2 separate regions of the Mus musculus genome follow, and region 2 is linked to region 1. The links are chromatin contacts, called in public Hi-C maps. All regions are on one chromosome and are shown on one strand. The core of a region is the stretch at or near the end of the contact, and the rest is flanking DNA. Distances in the headings are between cores, read along the strand shown.

Evidence for each region. Hi-C and Micro-C count contacts between places; a contact is called where the count stands out from the background.
Region 2: a Hi-C map of bone marrow-derived macrophages shows a contact between it and region 1, with 32 read pairs. The contact joins the enhancer-like site here to the promoter of Chp2 in region 1. A contact is called at or near these places in 7 of 39 promoter capture datasets (the C10 cell line, the HPC-7 cell line, cranial neural crest and 4 more), 3 of 484 Hi-C or Micro-C datasets (bone marrow-derived macrophages, centroblasts and regulatory T cells), 6 of 115 datasets of contacts at active chromatin or transcription factors (bone marrow-derived dendritic cells, embryonic basal ganglia, embryonic forebrain and 3 more) and 3 of 9 other capture datasets (adipose tissue, liver and pancreatic islet).

What each region holds. Positions count from the first base shown.
Region 1 is chr7:122,215,634-122,221,739 of GRCm38.p6, forward strand. It overlaps Chp2 (calcineurin-like EF hand protein 2), which reads left to right and starts at 3,863. Exons shown (of 7, transcript NM_027363.1): 1 at 3,863-4,145; 2 at 4,844-4,916; 3 at 5,026-5,106; 4 at 5,217-5,347; 5 at 5,469-5,530. The coding sequence starts at 4,079. Gm51496 (a long non-coding RNA gene) reads right to left here. Exons shown (of 2, transcript XR_003946871.1): 2 at 2,086-2,440.
Region 2 is chr7:122,467,606-122,473,711 of GRCm38.p6, forward strand. The region is part of intron 5 of Prkcb (protein kinase C, beta); the gene reads left to right. Among named protein-coding and RNA genes, the nearest start is that of Gm51497, 170 kb to the left of the region's middle. Within about 2 kb of position 2,971, at least 13 of the 459 cell types and tissues checked have an H3K27ac peak or open chromatin away from gene starts, as enhancers often do. A contact at or near this core is called in bone marrow-derived macrophages and microglia, where this site is marked.

The sequences.
Region 1 (6,106 bases), core at 2,613-5,112:
ATAGACCATTTACTCATGAACAAGGCTCTAGTTTCCATCCCCAGTAACACACACACACACACACACACACACACACACAGAAGCACATATAATAGGTTCTTCAGAAATATTCCCTAAACAACTGGACAGATGTAGGCATGCAGTGTGGAGTTGGTATAAACTCCACTTGCATGCATGAAGACCTCCTGGCACAGGGTCCCCCTGGGGATGGATGTGCATATGGGCTTGTCACTGTACTAGAATGACTTATTTGAACATAGTGTTGACTCAGAGACAAGGCTGGCAACCCCTTTCTTACCCTGCTAGAGGTTACTACTGCATAGGATCAGGGGCTCCTTTCTTCCTGGGCTCAGTCTAATTCCCAGCTCTGGCCTTGAGTGTGGCTGGGTTTTGTGGGGGAGGAGGATAGCTTCCCACATTCTTTAGTCCTTGGGGACATCTGAAAAGGAATCTGGTGTCCTTCCTGCCAGTTATTTAGTCTGAAAGTGAAGCAAGCATTCTTTAGATCAATACTTTCAAGTCTCTTTGGGGTTGAGTCTCTGTCCCAGGCTGGAGACTAATAGACTGTTTCTCTCTCCCAAATGGTTATTAACCCTTGTAGATAGGATGATGTAGGGTAGTTTCAAAACTAAATACCTGTTTGTAGCAGCATTGAGGAATGAACCTAGGGCAACAGGCTTGTTGGTAAGCTCTCTTCTATTCCAGAGCTACATTTTCCACACAGCTTTCACCTTACACAAGAAAATTAAATAAAGTCTGTGTGCGTATGTGCATGTGTGTATGTGTGCATGTGTATGTGTGTATGTGTGTGTGCATGCACACATGTATGGCCATGCTCAGCATCTTCAGGAATCTTAGAGGGTCAAACTCAGCCTTCACTTTTACACAGCAAGAACTCTTACCCACTGAGCTGCCCCTCCTCACCCCAGTTCCCTACTTTTAAATGTTGGAACAGTTTCTAAGTTGCCCAGTCTAGCCTTGAGTCCATTTTGTAGAACAGGAAGGCCTTGAACTTGTGATCCCCCTGCTCCAGCTCCCTGAGTGGTCTAGGTTGGGTCAATGGCTTTATGAGAACACGGAAGCACCAAGCAGGGATACACTGTTGGACTTGTCATGTGATGCCCTGAGCTATGTGGGACTCTGCAGAGACACTCAGACAAAGCCACCTGATCCTTACCTTCCTAGTCCAGAGATGAATGACAATTTTGTCTTATCTTTTTTTTCCTTCTTCCTTTTATATTTTTAAAGTTAGGAACTCACTGTTACCCAGGCTGCCAGAACTCACTATGTAGCACAGGATAGCCCTTAACTTTGGATAGTGTTCTCTTGCCTCAGCTTTTCATGTGCCAGGACTACAGGTATGCACCGCTTCACATTAGCTGATTGATCTATCTTTGTGGCAGGTTCTCACTGTGTATGCATGGTTGGCTTAGAACTGGAAGTATAAAACAGGCTGGCTTTGAACTCACAGAGATCTACCTGTCTTTGCCTCTGTCTGCTAGAATTAAAGGCACGGGATACCATATGCCACCTAAATTTTAGTCTTTATTCTTTTTAATGTTTTTACATGTGGGTGTTTTGCCTGCATGTATGTCTGTGTACCACAAGCATGCCTGGATCCCCCAAGGCCAGAAGAAGGCATTGGGTCCCCGATGCCTAAAGCTACAAACAGCTGTGAACTATCATTTGGGTGCTGGGAACTGAACATGGGTCCTCTGAAAGAGCAGGTGTTCTATACTGCTGAGTCATCTCTTCAGCCCTAAGCTTTTTTTCCTTTATTAATGACTGTGGTGTTCCCATATAGCTATAGGAAATAGGGCAGCGTGCTTTTCAGCAGTTCACAATACACGACAGTGTGAAGTCTAGCAAGGACTCACAGTGCACATAGCAAAGCCCCAGGTGCAGGGACAGGCCTTGCTACTGTCTTTAGTATTTTTTTTTAAATATAATCTTAATTAGAATTGATGTCCATTGAAACTTGTGCTGATTTTGAACAGTGTACTATATGATGACTAACAAGTTGTTATTTTAGAAAATTCGAGACGACAAAAAAGGAAGCGGAAGAAAGAAGTGCTGGGGCAATCATTTGTGATAAAGAAATACTGTAGAATTATTTGTTTGTTCTCTGCAGTATTTTATAGATGCAACAAGGGTCCAGTTAGTCATTATCTATGTTTCTCACACTAGAGATCAAGTAATAAGTAAGATGCTTTGAAACATTCAATGTATGCAATACTGTTACTGTTGAAATCTGTCAAGCGTGCAAAGAAGTAAAAAACCGACTCTGTTGTTCTGTCGGTACCGTTGTTCTGTTGGTTCGGCTGTTCTGTTGGTAGCGCTGTTCTGTTGGTACTGTTGCATGAGACGCTGCCTTTTGCATTTGTTTGCCTCTCACTGCGTGTGACATCCTGCATCCAGCTTGCCTCACACTCTTCTTTCACTAATCACAGAAATGGAGGAGGAGGCTTCATTATTAATATCATCCTAATAGATAATAAACGGACCCAAGGTAGAAGGGTTAAAGGGCACCCCTGCCTGTGTTCATGTGGGACAATGTTAGCAGGGGGCTGTCTAGGTATCAGCACAGTGCCCCATCCTACGCCTGAGGGTACCCTACCACGGATGTTGTTGTTCAAAACAAACATCGAGGAGAATCAATCTGGAATTCGGCCTCGATTCTTCTAAAAATACTTTATTGAATGTCACTAAATTCCTGTCCACAGTTCAGGTTGTGTTCAGTTTGCTCTTATAGGGCCCCTAAAATTGCAAATTCTCCGAGTTGAGTTCTAGCATACTGGTTCTGGGTGTTACATGGACTATATGATCTAGATAGACATCGGTTCTTCATGACCTGCCCGTGCTTCTCCATTTCTGTCTCAGCACATCCTCTTCAGATGCTTATGTTCTGATAGAATGCTGTGTGAATGTGCCAACTGTGAGGTGACTGTTTAGGATTTTAAGCCAGGTCACAGACTTCAGCTTGTTGGTGTTGGGAACTGGTGAGAAGCCTAAGAGGTTACACACCTGTTGTCACATTGGGAGAGTGAACATGGGTTGTTTGGGCACTGTGGCAAATAGCCTCTCGTTCAAGATATCAAAATGTCTAGGAATTTCCCCAGCCCACTGCAATGTGTCAAACCCTGTGGAAAATAGCCTCTTGTTCGAGATATCAAAATGTCTAGGAATTTCCCCAGCCCACTGCAATGTGTCAAACCCAGGGCCTTGGGCTTGTATGGCAGGTGATGCCATCCCACTCAGTCGCAAAGTTAGCCCCAGAATTTCTGATTTCTCAGAGAATCCATGAGTCTGGATTTTGGATAAATCTTAACACATTTGTTTGTTTTGAGAAACAAGGAAGCCTAGGTTGGCTTAGGACACATGTAGCTCAGAGTAGCCACCCACTCATGGCTAATTTCCTGCGTCAACCTCCTCAGTGCTGGTGTCCGGAGGCTTCGTGAATCTTAAGAATTAGTTCAGCCACAGGATAATCCCACATAGACAAAACATCGTGGCCTTATGTAGAATAAGGAGAGCGTAATTGGGATTCCCGTCTATGCTGTACCACTTAGTGGAGCCCGGACTTCCCCATCCCCATCCCTCCTGCCCAGGGAGCCGTCCCTGCTCCCTGCCCCCTGCCCCCTCTTCTGCTCCCCAGAAGAAAATCTTCATCCTGCCCAGTAGGATTTAAACTGAGTGAGCAGCACTGGCTGAGCGGATCTGGGAGGTCCTGTGGAGGAGGTGGGTTTGTGTCTAGGGAGTGTTGGGAGAAAACTGGCTCACACAGGCGTGAGGAAGGCGGGGCCCTGGCATCGCTGCCCAGCCTCTGGCGACCTCAATCTCCAGGCTGAAACGACCAGTTGTTTTCAGCCTTCCCCTCTGACCTGCTACTCCGGGCATTGTTTTCTGTTCTCCCAGAGTTGTAGGTGGCAGGCGAAAAACGCCTAGATTCTGGCTGCTCTCCAGGACCGTGACCTTCGGCTCTGGGGCCACTGGGCAGCCGCGCCTTTTGGACGGGAGGAGAGAGGAAGCAGAGGACTCCTGGTTCCCCTGGCTGCTCGTCTCCTCCTGTGGCTCTGCCATGGGCTCACGAAGCTCTCATATCGCGCTCATTCCAGACGTGGAGCACATTCGCAGAGAGACAGGCTGTGAGTATGGGTGCTGGTAGTGGTGGTGGTCAGCGCAGCCCAGTAGTTCGTGGGCGGGCACAGGAGGAGGTTTAGTGTAGTGTAGTGTTTTGTGTGTGTGTGTGTGTGTGTGTGTGTGTGTGTCACTAGAATGTAGCTTGAGTATTCCAGATCGCAGAGACTTAGAGGGTTTGGAATCTGAGTCTGGGAATTTGCGCCTCTGGAGCTGGGAAACCGAGACCCAGTGTCCGGGTTCGCAAGGTACCTGAGAGCCAAGTTTGAGGCAGTCCGGGTTGATGGACCAGATTCACTCAGGTGTCTTTGAGCTCGGCTGGAGGCTGAAGGCTGAGCTGAGGACAGATGCAGGGGGAGCTATATCCTGGGCTCTGGGAACTTCCTGGGTTCTCCAACCTAGTGTTTTCTGGAGCCAAGCTTTCTCCAGCAGAGTCGACTCCACACACCTGGTCTTGCAAAGGGTAACTCTCTCCCTTTATCCTCGCCCGTGAGCTTCTTCCTTGTGGTTGAAGCTGCGCTGAGGGTGGAGAGATAGAAGACCCTTTTATGTTGGGGGGGGGGGGCGTTAAAGATGAGAATAAGCCCTCTTGTTCCTCGCCCACGCCCCCTGGCCGGGGTTTCTACAGCGCACCCCAAGTCACAAGGGGCCTGGCAATAAAGACCTGTGAGTCCTCTGCGGACTCATCCCCACCTCCTCTCCGCAGTCTCGCAAGCCAGCCTGCTCCGCCTCTACCACCGGTTCCAAGCCCTGGACAGGGATGAAAAGGGCTTCCTAAGGTGAGCAGAACAGATCTTAAGATCTTTTGCCTCTGTTTTTTCTGGCCCCATCCCCTCACTGACACCTCCATCTGCCTCCTTTTTTGCCTTCCTTGCTTTGTCTTCACAGCCGCCTAGACCTCCAGCAGATCGGAGCACTGGCTGTGAATCCACTGGGTGACCGCATTATAGACAGCTTCTTCCCCAACGGGTGAAGTCTCTACTGGCTGACCGGAGGGGAAATGGACGTGGGTGGGAGGTGAGGCTTCAGATGGTGGCAGCTTGGGTGACCATTGACCTTCTCCATCCCTGTCCCTCTAGAAGTCAGAGACTGTATTTCGCAGGCTTTGCCAGGGTCCTGGCTTATTTTCGACCTATAGATGAAGAAGATGCCACACTCCGAGACCCCAAGCAACCTGAACCCCTAAACAGCAGAATGAACAAACTGCGCTGTGAGTGTGTGCGCCCCCCCTCGTCCCCCCCCCCCGTCCCCCCCCCCCCCCCCCCCGTGAGCCTGGTGAGGACTTATTGTCAGCTCAGGAGCCTCACTTCCTTTTCCCTCTCCTTTCCCAGTTGCATTTCAGCTCTATGATCTGGATCGGGATGGGAAGATCTCCAGGAATGAAATGCTACAGGTCAGAAGACCATGGCTGCATCAGATGTGATGTGGGCAGGGCAGGATGGTTAAATGGAGGTGTGTGTGTGTGTGTGTGTGTGTGTGTGTGTGTGTGTGTGTGTGTATGATGACTGGGGTTGCAAATGATTGTGTGTTAGGTAAGACCTGAGATGGGCTGGGGTTGGGTTAGTTAGGACAAGGGGTGGGGAGGAAATAGGTAAGAGACTGGGAATAGAGCTCAGATTCCCAACTTGGGAGTAATGCCGCCTCTTGCCAGTATCTGAGATACTTAGTTGTCATTACCGGGAAGAGATCACCCAATCGATTTTTACCAGGAATGGGCCAGCAATACTGCTATACACACCCAAACACCTAGGACAGCCTTCCACATCAAGGACTTATCTAGGTCCAAATGTCATTAGTGCCAAGACTCTGGGATAGATGATAAAGTTAGGGTGGAGAGTAAGGTGTTGTAGAGTGGAGGATGGGTGTCGATTGGGCTATACAACTAGACAGTGACACAGTGCCAGGCATTTACTACAGGCTGTAGGGGAAATTGAGTTTGATGGTGAAAAGTGCGTGAGAAAAAAATTGG
Region 2 (6,106 bases), core at 1,721-4,220, 250 kb after region 1:
ACACATCTGCAGTGTCCAGTATCTGAGTTTTGACAATCGCGTTTGACTCTGCCATAGCCCCATCCATTCCTCCTCGACTGATTGATTGATGATTGATTGACTGACTGATTGATTGATGTCACAGAAATCACTACGGATCTATTAAACACAGTTGTGTGTGTGTGATGTCACAGAAATCAGTGAGGATCTATTAAACACTGTTGGGGGGCGAGGGGGGTCCTGCCCTCACTATCCCATGTGCCCTTAGGGAGTCTGGGAGCTAAGGAGCCCTTGACAACTTAAACCCCTCAGGCTGTATCATACTTCATAGCTGTTGCTGTGTGAAGGGCTCACAGTGCAGTGAAGCAGGCTCTTCGGAACCTTCCTGTGCGTTGGCTGGAGAGCCAACTCTTGAAATGAGCCCGGCAGGGTGGAGTGTCGTTGGCTGGCATAAAGAAGCTGGGTCATGTGGTCTTCCCACCTCTGCAGTAGTATAGAGCGGTCTGCACACGGCACAGGCCAGGGCCAGCCCATGCTTCCTTTCTAGCCCGGAAGTTGTAGGTGGATGTGTTGGTTGTTGAAAATCTCGAGGAATTGGAGAAAGCTGAGCTGCTCAATCCTTGTCCTGGTCCTCCCAGAGCTTTAGGGGAAGAGCCAAGGTCAGGCAATGGCCCGAGGCCCCCAACCCTAAGAGGGAAGACAGCACAAGCACTGTTCTAACTGCCCGAGGAGCTTCACTAAGGAAAGCACCACCCGACTCTGACTTGTTACCATCTCTGGAGGAGTCCCTAGCAATGTTCATTAAAATGCACCTATGTGTGGTGGCTCTCGAATTCCCTGTTTGGGAATCTGTCCAACTAAAATAAACACTGTCACACAGAGGAACAGGTACCAAATGAGCGTGTTTACCGACTGTGGTGGAAAGAGTAATAAGCTTGAACAGAACATATCCGTCTTTTGGGATGTTAGGCAGTTGCTGAAATGTCGGCTTTGAATAGGCTAGTCCTTTTCTGAACAGGAATTGTTATCCAGTTGTGCTCAGTTTATACAATTCATTAAGTCATGTAATTATATGCCATATACTTTCAAATTATGTTGTGTTTCTTTCTACTTATACGACTTAAGAAATACAAATTCTAAATAATTAAACAACACCAACCCAGCTACAGCTATTGATCTGTTGTAGAAGTTGGCAAATTATGACTTGGGGCCAAATCTAGCCTGTTTCTATAATGAGATGTTATTATACCACACTCATATTTATTTGCATGGTGTCTCTGGCTGCTTTTCTCTTTTTCAATCAAATGGCAGAGTTCATATGGTCTGTGTAGCCTGGACTATTTGCTCCTTGGCTGCCTCTGAAAAGAACCCCTGGACCTAGAGGTACATCCATAGCCATTATGTAAGAAGGTTAGGTTTCATAAAAGTATCTGCTATGAATTCCCATCGACTAAATAAGCAACTGCAGCCGATACTCCCTGTGTACAAGGTGTGTTTGTGTGTTTCATAAGTGTGGGACTAAAGGGGAGGAAGCACATGAGCTGGGCTGCAGATACTGGGGTCACAGGGGATCAGGAGTGGAGGCCTTGCTGGAGGTGGGGAGAGCATCGTCTCTTCTTCTCTTTGTTCCTCTGGTTGCAGTAGATACATTTTACATTTTTGTGTCCTGGGGCTTGAATCTAGGGCCTTGTGATGCCAGACCAATGCTGGGTACCTGAGCCTTCCTTTGAGAACTTAATTTTGAGATAGAGGCTAAAGTTATCCAGGATGAGTTTGAACTCATGATCCCCCTGCCTCATCTCCTGAAGAACTGGGATTATATCACATTTGTGTGTGTGTGTGTGTGTGTGTGTGTGTGTGTGTGTGTGTTGTATGTGTATATATAAGTATTGTAAATGTATGTACATGTGTGTATGTGTGTAATGTATGTGTATGTAAATGATGTATCTGTACATCTGTACACGTGAATACATGTGAGCATTTATGTGTATGCATATGTGTATATTGTGGCATGCATGTGTAAATGATGTATGTGTACATGTGTATGTGTGCAAGTGTGTGGATATATATGTATATATAGATGTGTGGTAAATATATATATATATATATATGAGTGTGTGTGTGTATATAGATATACATATATATGTGTTATGTGTGTGTATATTGTATAGTGTGCATGTGTGTGCACATGTGTATGCATCCATGAACAAGCACAGTGACAAGATGAGGACATTATCACTCTTGGTCTGATTTGTTACTAAATTTGGAGCTGGGCTGGCAGCCAGCAAGCCCCAGCAATTCTCCTGACTCTATCACCCTGTACGACTGCAGTTACAGGTGTGTACACCTGACGTTTTACATGGGTGCTGGGGATTTGAACCTAGGTACTTAGGGTTGTAGAGAAGGCATCCTCACCCAGAGAAGCCGTCTCCCCACTGTGTAGCCGTCCTGAAACGCACTTTGTAGACAGCCTGGCCTTGAATTCAAGAGAGATCCTTCTGCCTCAGCTCCCAAGTGCCGGGATTAATGGTGTGCACCACGATTACCCCTTCTTACTTTTATACCTTTTGAGAAAAAAAACCAAACAAACAGTAAAATGGAAAAATGTTTAAATAGGACAAAAGCTTTTAATAAAATGGCTCCCCAAAGAGTAGCAATCAAAACTGAGTGGACATACTCAGGGACTGTACATTGGTGGCTTTGAGCAGGATGCTGGGTGGGCATGGGCCTGGCAGAACCAGGCTTATGCCCTGCCTGGGAACTTCAAGTTTCTATTGCCTCTCCCTGTCTCTCTATCTCAGGAGCTGGGTCTGTTCTTTGGATTTTAGGCACACTGGTGGCCGGCCTTCTTCCGGCAGCTCCATCACCACCAAGCTCCACCCAATCCCACCTCTAGTCCAGATTCTTTTACTTAAAGAAACCCCTGCCGCGACAGTACCTTCCATTCTCAATCCTGTGGTCTGACTTCCTAATGCCTCAGAGTTCCGTTTTTTTGTTTCAGAAACCACTGGACACCCCAGCTGCTCTGTAGACCAGCTGCAACATCAGGGAACTGGTTAGACCTTCAGAAATCTCAGGCTCAACTCCAAGCCTGCAAGTCGATATCTACATTTTAACAAAATCCCTGTGCACATTTCTGCACTCAGAAATCCCAGTCACCCTGCGGCTGGTTAAGAACCCCAAGAGAAGCAGAAAGAGTTTGCCTCATTGGCCACTAGGGGGCAGGCGGCACCCGTGCTCTGCTCCCATGTGGGTTGGGCACAGGGGCCCATGTCTTGTATGGAGGATGCCTACCAGTTCCTCCACCCTCACAGCATCTCAGGTGTTGTGAAGATTTGAGATCAGAGCCCCTTGAGCCAGGACCCCCTCTTGCTCTGTTCTGAATCTTCTGTGTCTTGGCTTGAGACTCCTCATGCAGGATGAGCTCTCGGCTTGAGTTGGTACCAGATCACCAGGGCCTTCTACCCTTAGCCCGCGTCTCTACCTCCCGCAGGGAACTCGCATCTGTCCAAAAGAGCTGGCCAGGCTCCTGCTTCTGGCTGGCTTTTCTCATGGATGGGTTGCTGAAGCATTGTGGTTTCGAGTCTGGGCTTTAGGGGCAGGCTTCGGTTTGAAAGCTAGATCTCTCACGAGCAAATATTTGCCGGGTGCCTCCTGTGTTCCTCCCCTGCTCTCCTGCAAAAGACTGCAGGCACATTCACGACGCCTTCATTTTTCTCAATGATGAGAGATGAACACAAAATAAACAAGACATGTCCCTAAGACAGCCTGTGAGGAAGTAAAGGAGTGTGATCCGTGGCCTGCCTGTCACTAGCGGAGATGGTGGCATTTGTCTGAGACTACAGTGGCAAGCTTGGAAGAGAGCTTGTTGCAGTTTCCAGAAAAGAACATGACAGGCAGGGGGAACAACAGAGGCAGAGGCCAGGAGAAGAATTGTTACAGAAACTGTTTGGAGTGGGTGTGGCTAAGCCTAGTGATGCAGTGCCCAGCTTTGCCCGGTGCTGTGGTGTGGCTGGGGTGGGATCCTGGACTATTAAAGAGATAGGAAGAGAGCACTGCAGTGGAGACAGTCCAGGAAGCTCTCTGCAGGAGGCAGGATGGGAGTGGGCTAGAGGGCTGGGGGGAGCCATGGCTAATGCTTGCTGCATGCTCGTCTACCATGACAGTTCTGCCAGGCTGCCTTAGGAACTGTGGGGACGAAGGGGTGGTTCCAACTTTAGAATGGCCTTAGGTCTGGGTGGGTTCACTCTGTCTCCTCCAGCATTTGCTGACGACAACGCCAGGTCGCTCGGTGTTGGTGTTGGTCATGCACTTTTCCCATGTATGGTAACCTTTTGAGGTAGTTATTAACATCCACTCCATTTTAGAGACGAGGAAAACAGGGAGAGGGAGGAGAGGGAGAGCCAATGTTTGCAGGACTGTAAGGTAGAAAGGGTTCCTCATCTTCACATCAGCCCGTCCTTCTGCAAAATGATGTCTTCTATGGGTCGAGTCCTGGCCAGGAGGCTGGGTAAATCCCTGGACTGAGAAATAGTTAGGTGGAGGATGCCTTTTCTCACGGAACCTGGAACATTCCAGCAAGTTCTCAGGATCTGCCCCACCCACTCACCATGGGTTAGAGCTCTACTGTTCCAGGTTTCACTCGGGGGCCCGGGATCTGGACTCAAGCTTGCATGGTAAGCACTCCCACACCGACCCATCTCCTTGGGCCCTTCCTGACTGACTCTTCTGTTAACTAAATCTTCTGTCCAGTGACCTTTTAATTCCCTCTTCAGCCTGGCTGATCTGATTGTGCTCCCCTGAGCCAGAAGTCCAGGTCCCTGGGGGCCCAGCAGAGAAAGGCTGAGGTGGAGCCACACCCTGAGGAAATGGTAGTGCTTGCTTGTTTCTGCACCGATCTTTTTGGCATAGTTGGAGAGCTTACAACCTTGCAGCCAAGTCTTTGAGAAAGTGAGACACTAGGCGACTGTTCCTGGCTGCAGTGCTCTCTCTGCCTGACCTGAGAGCTGAGATCTAGGGAGCAGAGACATTCAAAGAGACAGTCTACGCCGATTGCTTCAAACACCGACCTGGTGGTGCATTTGGCCACCATTTCCTGGCCCTTACTAAATATCAGGTGCTTTAAGGAGACCGTCTCACCGAATCCCCACCTCACCTCACATCTCTGAGGATGACCACTCAGTTGTCAGGCACAATGATTGTGGTGTGGCGAGTTCAGCCCCTCGTTCAGAGTCACGAAGCTGTCAAGTGGCCCATCTAGCATACAAGACCCAGGAGTCAGACATGACTCCAGGACTTGAGTCCTCAGCCACTCCCCTGCCCACTTCCCTGGGTGCTCTCAGACATCTTAGCCTTCGAGAACTGAGAACATCAAGAGAGAGAAGGAGGGAGGAAGGGAGAGGGAGAAGAAGAGGAGAAGTGGGAGGAGGAGGAGGAAGAGAGAAGAGGAAGGAGAGAGAGACAGAGACACACAGAGACATAGAGACAGAGATATACACACAGAGACATAGAGAGAGACACACAGAGAGACATAGAAACAGAGAGAGACAGAAAGATACACAGAGAGACAGAGAGAACACTAGCAGGGACTTGTCCCAGCTTCACAATAGTATCCAGAGAAAAAGGTTTTTATGTTAAAATTAAGTGATGCTCACAGGAGACAGTATATCCTGGGAAACACCTTACCACCTTGGGTGATGAACCTTGGAAGACCCTGGGACAGTTCAGAGCCAAGAGCCACTCTGAGTCAATGGAACGGGGTGGAGGTGGGGATACAGTAGAAGTTGAATGTACTGAGGGTAGGGTAGTCTGGAGGAGGGTATTGGAGAAAAAACTATAGCCAAAGTCAACCAGTGAAACCCAGGAACCCAGAAAACCAAGGAACCCAGGAAAGCAAGTGGCTAAGTAGACATTCAGGATACTTTCCTGAAGTGTTTGCTAGCTCCGTTCCTTAGCCTATCCAGGACAGCGTATAGTGACTTGGGATCTCCTACTTCCCACATGAGGCATCTCAGTTCCTTCAGCTTAGTCCGTCCCTAGCCTACAACTTCAAACACTCCTGAGCAGCCAAGTGTCCTTGCCCACATACTGAGCCAGCGCTCTTTCCAGAGAACACTCTAGCTACCAA